Linked DNA regions of Mus musculus: region 1 is linked to region 2. Evidence: chromatin contacts called from public HiChIP or PLAC-seq data. All regions are on one chromosome and are shown on one strand. Each heading gives the region's core, a stretch centred on a gene start, on an enhancer-like site or on the middle of the called end of the contact. The rest is flanking DNA. Distances are from core to core; before and after follow the strand shown. Region 1 overlaps Morc2a (microrchidia 2A). Region 2 overlaps Limk2 (LIM motif-containing protein kinase 2).

Evidence for each region. HiChIP or PLAC-seq counts read pairs in DNA pulled down with a chosen protein or histone mark.
Region 1: a contact with region 2 is called in a FOXA1 HiChIP or PLAC-seq map of pancreatic cancer cells. The contact joins two enhancer-like sites. A contact is called at or near these places in 3 of 115 datasets of contacts at active chromatin or transcription factors (astrocytes, embryonic stem cells and pancreatic cancer cells) and 2 of 9 other capture datasets (adipose tissue and embryonic stem cells).

Annotation. Positions count from the first base shown.
Region 1 is chr11:3,681,798-3,686,805 of GRCm38.p6, reverse strand. It overlaps Morc2a (microrchidia 2A), which reads right to left. Exons shown (of 27, transcript NM_001159288.2): 18 at 4,999-5,008; 19 at 3,190-3,261; 20 at 2,730-3,107; 21 at 2,061-2,192; 22 at 1,914-1,968; 23 at 1,280-1,421; 24 at 924-1,148; 25 at 737-830. Among named protein-coding and RNA genes, the nearest start is that of Morc2a, 35 kb to the right of the region's middle. Within about 2 kb of position 2,380, at least 20 of the 459 cell types and tissues checked have an H3K27ac peak or open chromatin away from gene starts, as enhancers often do. A contact at or near this core is called in pancreatic cancer cells, where this site is marked.
Region 2 is chr11:3,383,754-3,388,522 of GRCm38.p6, reverse strand. All of the region lies in intron 2 of Limk2 (LIM motif-containing protein kinase 2), which reads left to right. Among named protein-coding and RNA genes, the nearest start is that of Gm51879, 14 kb to the left of the region's middle. Within about 2 kb of position 1,267, at least 81 of the 459 cell types and tissues checked have an H3K27ac peak or open chromatin away from gene starts, as enhancers often do. A contact at or near this core is called in pancreatic cancer cells, where this site is marked.

The DNA of each region.
Region 1 (5,008 bases), core at 1,131-3,630, 300 kb before region 2:
TATTGCTTGATAGACTGCCTCTGGCTACTTTCATGCTGTAATTACAGAACTTCGTAGTTAGCAGATACTAGACAGCCTACAAACCTGTTATTTACTATCTGGCCCTCAGCATAGTTCAGATCAACAATTCCTTCAGCTCCATTTCCTACATAAAAATGAGGTTCAAGATGTATCATTTTCCCCAACCCTTTCCAGCCTATTGTGCTCACAAAAGCCTCCTGCCCCACTTCAGAGTCCCCTGCACTTGAAGCCCTAGTGGAGTTGTTTGATTGTTTGGTTAGGTTTTTAGATAAGGGTTTTCCTTCTCTACCCAAGCTGCCAAGACTCTCTGGGCACTGCCTCTCAGCAACATTTCTCTCAGCCTTATGGCCAGCTACCCAGAAGCAGCAACTCCACCTCTAGCAAACTTTAAGATGGTGGATACAGAAAGTCCACTGAGCTACCCGGGCTCTCATGCTCATCTCTACATGCCGTTAATCTCTCTTTACCTCTCTCCAAGTCTCATGTTTTTAGGTAGAGAGAGTCTAATCTCATCAATGTTACCTAGGACAGGTCTGAGAAAGAAGTGGGGAGGGGAGGGGTGCACTTGTAAAGGAGTCTCAAGCTGTCTGTCCTTTTTGAACATCAGTCCTATCGACTCAGATCGTCTCTCAGAGAGAAGGGAAGTTGATGAGACAGCGATAATAAGCATGTACAGGCACTTAGGTGTAAAAAGCAAAAATTGGGTCAGACTCACCAGAGGAAAAGATATTAGTTCTTCTGAATTCATAACACTCAGCTCCTTCTTGGAGATGGGGAAACTTGGAGGTAAGAAATACCGCAAGCAATTTCTAAGCAGGAAGAGAGGGGTTGGAACTCAGAATAGCATGGGAAGAGTAAAGAATTAGTGTCAGCCTTAAGGAAAAGGATAAAGAAACACAAACCGAAGAATCTGGACCAGGAGATCAATAGTCTCATGGCTGGGACTGGTGGCAGTGGTATCAGGCTCAATGGGAAGACCATCAGAGGTGGAAGGCTCAGGCAAGGCCACAGCCTGCCGGGCCACCATAGCCTCCTCCTCCTCTCCACCTTCTTGCTGTGTGTCAGGGCTCTGATGCTCTGGGGAAGGTGGCTTCATCAATCGTACATCTTCACTGCCTTTCTCCACCCTACGGGGGACACAGAGCTTATAGTATCTGTCCTAGGATCCTAATAGGCTGCTAGGAGGGAACACGGGGGTACCTCCTCTCTTTGCCCTAGCTGACTTCTGCTATTCTGTTCTCCCAGAAGAGGGCATTACCAGCGGTCTCTTGGTGTTGTATCTGTGGGCACATAGTCAAACTTCACTTTCCATCGAACCGCATTCTTGCCCACCTCCACAGCTGTGACTCGGCCTGTGTACCACTCACGGTTCACACGGACCTCTACATGAAGTCCTTTATCTGAGAATCAGATGAGAACTGTATTAGTGCCCTCACCTCAGCCAGGCTGTATCTGTAAAAGGCAGTGCACAGGTGGATCCCTAGGTATCCACCTAGGCCTAGCAATGCTGCCTCTTCCATCTGGCATGGGGCCAAGGCACAGGATGAATGACTTGCCAAGGGCAAACACCAAAGAGTTAGTATTAAAAAGAACAAAAACATAAAAATATAAAAGCAAGCCAGGCATGGTGACACATGCCTTTAATCCCAGCACTTGGACACTGATCCAGAGGATTATAAGTTCAAGGCCAAACTGAACAATATAAATATCTGCTCAAAACCCTCTAGGACTACAAATCAAACAAACAAACAAAGACTGTGAAGGGACAGCTGGACCAACTATGGGAGAGAGCCCAAGCCAGGAAGCTGCTGACTTTCAGGAGGAAGCTGTTGACAGGGAAAGGTTCTATTTCCATCTCCAGCACAGCATGACAGGGGTCTCCCCAGACTTGCCTTTCTGAGCCTTCCTGAGTTCAGCTGGGTGATCTTCCCCAGCACTGTCTGAGAGCTGCAAGGAAAACAGTCTATTAGAAGCTTCTTTAATGGCCCCGGCCCCGGCCCCAGGGAGGCAATCCCTGGGAACTTCATGCGACTAACCACCTCATTTGCTTCCTTCTTTTCCTCCTTCACAGCAAGTTTGCCCCGCTTGCATCTCTCTCTCCTCTTCTCAGCTTCTTCTTCAGCCTCTTCCTCATCTGAGACTGCAAGACTCCGCTTCCGACCTGAGGTTGCCTAGAGCAGAAGAGTAGAAGCATGAACTGACCATGTTCACTTCCCAAGATGCAGGAAGACTTTATGTAGCTTAAAGGAACTACTCAGAGGAGCTATGTCAATTCCCACTTGGAATTACTCAGTACATACATATGCAACCTCCTGGTCTGACCACAACTGGCCCAGGTTTCTCAGTTTCTTCCCTGCTTAACCTGCCTGCCAGCCAGCTGAGACCTCCTTGACACACAATGACTACTACCATAACATACCAAAGCTATATGTCATCAAGTTAACAAACTATGCCCACACCATGAGAAGCCAACTCAAGTTTGCAGCAGACCAAGGTTGGCTGTGCTGAGTGAAAATGAAAAGCTCCCTAGATAAAAAAACTTGCTATGTGTGTTAGTTCTGAGCAAGTCTCTTCAGCTATGGAGACTTTTTCTTCAGGGCATCAGAGAAGCTTTAGAAAAGATTCAGTGATCCTGGATTCCCTGGTATAACCTTTTTTCCTACAGCACTGCTAATAAGCTGGAGCATGGAGGAGGGAAAGCATCTCACCACGGACTGTTTGACAGGTGGCTCTGGCTTCTTGACCACTGGAGTTTTGATGGCTTTTTGAGCAGGGACCTCCCGAAGGCTCTTGGAACTGGGGATTAAAGATAGTGGGGGTGTGTGCACAGGAGGGGTGGGTCGGGGTACAGTCTTGATGGGAGGGTTTGCAGGCTTTCGAGGTGCCTCAGTTGGCTGGAGTAGCCTAGAAGTACTAGTTTCTCCTCGGGCTGCTGTAGTGGGTGGTTTTGGAAGGCTGATAACAGACGTCTTTCGGAGCTGGGTACTTGGTCTGGGAGTCTGAATAGAAGGGGGTCTGCTAGGAGCATTCTTGATCACCGCAGGTAAAGGAGGTGACCGAGGACGCTGAGGTCTCCGTACAGGTTCCTAAAAAGAGCCCACAGACAGAACACTGAACCGAGCTTAGACACCAGAAGAGACCCGCCTCCCTTATGTTCCTGGGCTTTACTTCAATAGGTCTTGTAGTCACTTCTAAGGGCAATTTCTTCAGGTCAGCTTGTGAGCGGATGGGCGTGGTTTTCTGCAAAAACAAATATAACAATGAAATTGTATATCTTGGTATAATAAACTATCTCTTTGGATCCTCACTATGTGCCTGGGACAGTGATCAGTTCTATTTCTGAAAGCTTTTTATTATCACTAGAAAGGCAATACACAGACACAAAAAGGGTACCTATGTGATTGACTGATTCATCAACTGAGACACTGGGGAAAGTCATTAAATTTTCTAAAAAAAAAAAAAAAAAAAGAGACCAAAAAGGTGGGAAAGTTCTGGTAAAGAAAAGTTGTCATAAGGCCAGAAAACTGGATGGGATCAACACACTTAAGACATTTCCAGTTTGTAAGTATAGAGCACTGTACAGACAGAGAAGAAATAAAAATGCTTTTGTAACAAATATAAAATTGGGGGCTGTAGAGATGGCTCATGGTTAAGAGTGTAGATTAGTCTTGTAGGGCACCACCAGAGTTCAGGTCCCATCACTCGGAACAAGGATCTGATGCCTTCTGGAATAAACAAGTACCTGCACTCCAATTCCTTATGCATGTGCACATGAGCACACACACATGATTTTAAAATAATAAAAAAACTGAAATCATGAAACACTGAAAATATTAAGTACACATGAAAATTTGATCAACCTTAAAAATAAAAATTAGCCATGTGGTGATACAGGCCTTTAATCCCAGCATTTAGGAAGCAGAGACAGGTAACTCTCTGTGAGTTAGAGGCCAGCCTAGTCTACAAAGTTCCTAGACAGTCAAGGCTATTACACAGAGAAACCCTGTCTTGAAAAACCAAAAACAAATATTAGAATTAATTTTTGCTTACTTTTCTAAACACTGGTTAAAAAGTGTAAAATAATACAAAATAATGCATCTTCTGCAAGGCAGCTTAAGATTTTCCTTGTTTGGTTGTTTGTTTATTTGTTTTCTCAAGACGGTTTTTCTGTGTAGCCCTGGCTGTCCTCAAACTCAAAGATCTGCCTGCCTCCCAAGTACTGGGATTAAATGAGTACGCCATCATACTTGGCTTGAGAGAAATCTTTTAAAAAGCCTTAATATTTTGCAAATTCTTTTCCAATCTTACAAATTATCAAGAAATTATTATGTACAAAAAATAGCATATGTATATATTAAATACAAATGCTTTCCTATGACTACTAAAAATTATAGAAATGTTTATGTGTACGTAATTTATGCAAAATTGGAAAGAGCTACTTCTGGTGATCCTAGCTACTCCAGAGAAACTTAAGTTCTCTGGACTTAAATTGATCTCAGTGAGACACTGTACCAAGAAAAAATACAATAAAAAGCAAGAAAAGGGTCAGGGATGTAACTAACTCAGTGGTAGTGTCTGCCTAACACATACAAAGCTCTAGGTTAATTCCTGTTCTTGGTGGGTGGAGATGGTGGGGGGGGGGGAGGAGGAGGGAGGGAGGGGGGGAGAAGAGGAGGGATGAAAAGTTATAAAACTACTGAATCAATGGTGAGATTTCTTTTATGATAGGATATTTATTTTCTGGAATGCTTATATGTTCTAAATACATTGAGTATATAATTTTTGAAAATATAAGCAAAATGGTTTGTTATCTAATTAATAAGGTATACTGGAAGCATTTGAACTAAGAACTCAGGGTTGAAAAACCTTGGTGAGAACATATGGGGAATGGAAGGGACAGGAAAGCCACCGAAGACTCCTGTCCTGGACAGACTGCTGACACAGGCTGGCTGTGCTCACTTGCCCACAGTCACATACCTGAAGAGCT
Region 2 (4,769 bases), core at 18-2,517:
TCCCCTCCTTCTCCTCCTCCTTTTTTAAAGATTTACTTATTTTATATATATATGTGTGTGTGTGTGTGTGTGTGTGTGTGTGTGTGTGTGTATGCAGTCTTCAGACACACCAGAAGAGGGCATTGGATCCCATTGCAGATGGTTATAAGCCACCATGTGGGTGCTGGGAATTGAACTCAGGACCTCTGGAAGAGCAGTCAGTGCTCTTTCCAGCTAGTGGTTGCCTTTTATGGGGAAGTTTAGCCTTTTAAGCGGGGGTCCTAGAAGAAGGAGAAACTGCCTGTCAGTCTTCCACAGCCCTGAAGGGAACTGCTATTGTGGGATCTGGCCCCTAGCTCCCTTAACAAAGGGAACCTACCACCTCTAGGGCACTGGTGACTGTCTGGCCTCCTTTCTCAGGGTGATAAGCACAGACTGAGCTGTATCTTATAAGAAGCCTTTGTCAGTGTCTGTCCTCTGGGGTAAGGCAAATGCCAGTGGAAGATGGTCCCATCAGGCGCACACTGTGTCTGCTCCATTTGTGAGTCCAGCAGGGTGCAGCAAACAGAGAATCAGAAGCTGTAGGATAACAATCTACTGGCAACGGGTACCTCGGAAGTGCCAAGCCATATTAATTGTTCCCATCTAGGTGTGGTATCCTAGTTACAGTTCTGGGAACTACAAACATGCCAGATACGGTCCTTACTGTTTTACAAGCAGTCGCTTATTTACTCTTGAAGATAACTCAGTAAATGAGTTACTTGTTTTACCTACTTCAAAATAAGCATCCAGGATTTTTCATAGGCACCTGTAATTTAACACTTTGAGAGGCTGCATCAGGGTGATGTGAACCTGAGGCCAGCCTAGGCTATACAGTAAGACCTTGTCTCAAAAGCACATGCCAGAACCAAGCCAGGTATGGTGCTTCTGCCTGTAGTCTGAGCACCAAGGCAGTGGGATCATGGATTTATGGCTGCCAAGCGAGAGACCCTGCTTCAAAATAAACAGACACACAGATGTAAATAACAATAAAGCTAGAGAAGTGAGAGTTACCTACTAACATTGCAGAGCCAGCTAAATCTGAACCCAGGCTCCTGTGGTTGTGAGTCTTGGCATGCTGTCCTGTATTATGGGCGTGTCATTTAACCCCATTTCTGCTTCTGCAACGTGAGCCATGCACTTGCTAGTGTCAGATAACCTTGAAGTCTTCTTGCCATCCCCAGTGCAAGAGCGCTGTCAACTCCATGCCTTAGGTTCCTGCTGGCAGGCTGTGGAGCCACTCTGCCCTCTGCTGGTCACTGCTGGTGCTGGCCCAGGCCTGAACTGCCTGTGATGTCTCAGGAAAAAGATTGTTTATCCAGTTTATCTCTGAGGAAACCACAAACAGGCGAGCCACTGAAGCTGGCTGTTGAATGCTGACTGGGGCCTGCCTGACAGAGAGGAAGGACAGACACCTCTTCCCGTTGGAAACTCTGGGATGTGGCAGCATGTGACCTCAGTGTGCTTTAACCTTGCACTTTGCTTTGCTTGTAGACTTTAGGCAGGCAGAAGGGAAGAGGTGGAGGGAGGGGGCGGGGCAGCTATCTTTGAGCTCACAGATTGGTCTTCCTCTGCCACTAGAGTGCTGAGATTAAAGGTACGCAACACCAGACGCAGCATACCTCGAACTTTCTAGGTAACTAAGGATGACTGAATGAAGAGATCGTGGGGGTGGCACATGCCTTTAATCCTGGCATTCAGGGGGCAGAAGCCAGCGTGATCTACATATCCAGTCCAGTCAGGTATATGTAGTGAGACCCATTTCCAAAAATAAAAATAATAAAAAAGCACTCTGAAAATTCCACAGTGGGTATAGTGCAGAGGCACAGTGCTTGCTTCTCATATCCAGTGTCACTGCTTGACTCCATGAGTCCTCTGCTGGTGAAGGCGCTGAGATTAGGCCCTACTGGGGATGCAGAGGTAACGTTCTAGCCCAGTTCCATAACTGACCCAGAAAGCCAGGGACAGCAGAACCCAACATCCCTGACTCTGCACTGCAGTCTGACCTCCATTCATTCTGGCTCCTGTGATACGTGCTCTTAATGATGTAGCAGAGAGGACAGCCTGGTTGATCAGTCTGTTCACAGGCTCCTCTAGCCTTCATCCTGCGTGGCCTCCCAAGTGGGCCATGTGGGTACAAGTGTGTGGGTACAAGTGGCTGTGTGTCTCCAATCCAGAATCTAACTCGCCTGCCTCTGAGTGCTAGCATGAGCCTCATGCACACAACCTCATATGATGGCTACACCAAAAATATTGCATAAGGTTACCTTTAGGCTGAATGTAGCAGGGTAGCATGAAGCATAAATGAACTATAAGCCTATAAGATTATGTTCATATTCCACGAAATTGAAAACTCTGCAATAGTTCTGAGCCTGGGCATTTAGGTTGCGGGCTACTTAGTTAGTGGTGGCAGTGGTCGTGGTGGTAGTGGAGGATAGAGGATATGGTTATGGTATTGGCACAGAAAAGTGAATTAGTGTTCCTGGACAACTGTTGGAGTCCAGCTGAAGGGACTTAAATCACAGCTTCCTGCTTTATGCAAAGGGCTGTCTTAGTTAGGGTTTTACTGCTGTGAACAGACACTATGACCAAGGCAAGTCTTATAAAAAAACAACATTTAATTGGGGCTGGCTTACAGGTTCAGAGGTTCAGCCCAGTATCATCAAGGTGGGAGCATGGCAGCATCCAGGCAGGCATGGCACAGGAGGAGCTGAGAGTTCTATGTCTTCATTCAAAGGCTGCTAGTGGAAGACTGACTTCCAGGCAACTAGGGTGAGGATCTTATGCCCACACCCACAGTGACACACCCATTCTAACCAGGTCACACCTATTCCAACAAGGCCACACCTTCAAATAGTGCCACTCCCTGGTCCAAGAATATACAAACCATCACAGGGGCTAATCCCCACCAAGGAGAGCTCTGCAGGTTAAAATCGGTTGTACATGCAAAGTTCCTCACAACCTCATCCACAATCTTCAGCTTCCTGTGCCAGGATTGTCGGCCTAAACCATCACGTCCGGCTTTGTCACTTTTGGCTTCTTGGCTTCTATGACATCCACACACGCTCTTGTTTCCCTCCAGCCTCTTTGGTCATTGCAGGTTTCTTTTTCTCCCAGGCCTGTGGTGAGGCCCTGTGGTGCACTCCTCTCCCTGAACACTCTGATTCCTGCTGTCCACGACACACAGACCCTGAAGTGAGGGCCTCCTGCCCCAGCGCCCCTCTGAGCTCTAACCCAGCATGTCCTGCCAACTACCTAACACATCCCTTTTGTCGTTCTTATATTTTCAAATGGAGTCTCACAGTATTGCCCAGATTGTTTTCAAGTAATCATTGTGCCTCAGCCTCCTAAGCAGCTGGAACTCACAGGCAAACACTGCCATGGCCCACTTTAGTATGTCATTCAGATATCTTCTAGATACATTAGACTCAATTGGGACTTGCAATGGTCTCCCTTAAACTGGCTCCTCACCCACTTTAACCAGACTTCCAGAATGACAGACATCACCATCCCACATCTGCCTGTGTCACAAGTGTCCTTGGTGCCTCATGCTTTATAGCCCAGCCTGTCAGTTTTGGTCTGTTTATTTATATTTCCCTCCTCCTCCTCCTCCTCTTCCACCTCCACCACCACCACCTCCTCCTCCTCCTTGTCGTCGTCTTCTTCTTCTTCCTCCTCCTCTTCCTCTTCCTCCTCTTCCCCTTCCTCTCCTTCCTCCTCTTCTTCCTCCTTTCTTTTTAAGATTTAGTTAGTTGGGATTTTGTTGTTGTTGGTGGCTTTTGTTTTGTTTTGTGAGACATGGTTTCTCTGTGTAACCTTTGTTGCCCTAAAACTCACCCTGCAGACCAGGCTGACACCAACCTCACAGAGATCGTCTGCCTCTGCTTCTCAAGTGCTGGGATTAAAGGTGTCCATACCATACCTGCGTAAGATTTATTTATTTTTATTATTTTTATTTACGTGTGTCTGTATTAGTGTATCTACCACATGTGTGGAGATGTCCTTAGACACCAAAAGAAGGGGTTGAATCTCTTGGAGTTAGAGTTAAAGATGCGCGTGAGATACCTGATGAGGGCTGGAACTGAGCTTGGGTCCTCTGGAAAAGCTGGAAAAGCTCTGCGCTTCTGAATTGCCTCTAGCCCAAGCCTCTCGGTTTATCTCTGCCCGTTCCTGTTGTCAGCTCTCACCTGCACGGCTGTCAGTCTCCCCTCCACTGTACTGCCTCCTAAGTCACACATTCTCTCAAGCAGCTGGGGTGTGTGATGTATGAAACAGCCAAGGGGTGAGATGCTTTAGCAGTTAAGACTACTCTTGCAGAGGACCTGAATTCGATTTTCAGACCCGTGTCAAAGAGTTCCCAACTGCCTACAACCCGGTTCTAGGGGATCTGACATCTCTATCCTCCTCAGGCACTTTATTCACATGTACATACCCACACACATAATTAAATGTAAGTACCCAGGCTGGGGCGCATGCCTTTAATCCCAGCCTCTCAGGAGGCAGAGGTAGGCAGATCTCTGTGGGTTCGAGGCCAGCCTGGTCTACAAAGCGAGTTCCAGGCTACACAGAGAAACCCTGTCTTGAAAAACCAAGAAAAAAAAAGAAATTAAATAAAAAAACAAAACAAAAAAACAAAAAAACCACCTCTGGGAGCTGGAGAAATGGCTGGGAAGTTAACACTTGAAAGGGGAGCTGGCGAGATGGCTCAGCAGGTAAGAGCACTGACTGCTCTTCCAAAGGTCCTCAGTTCA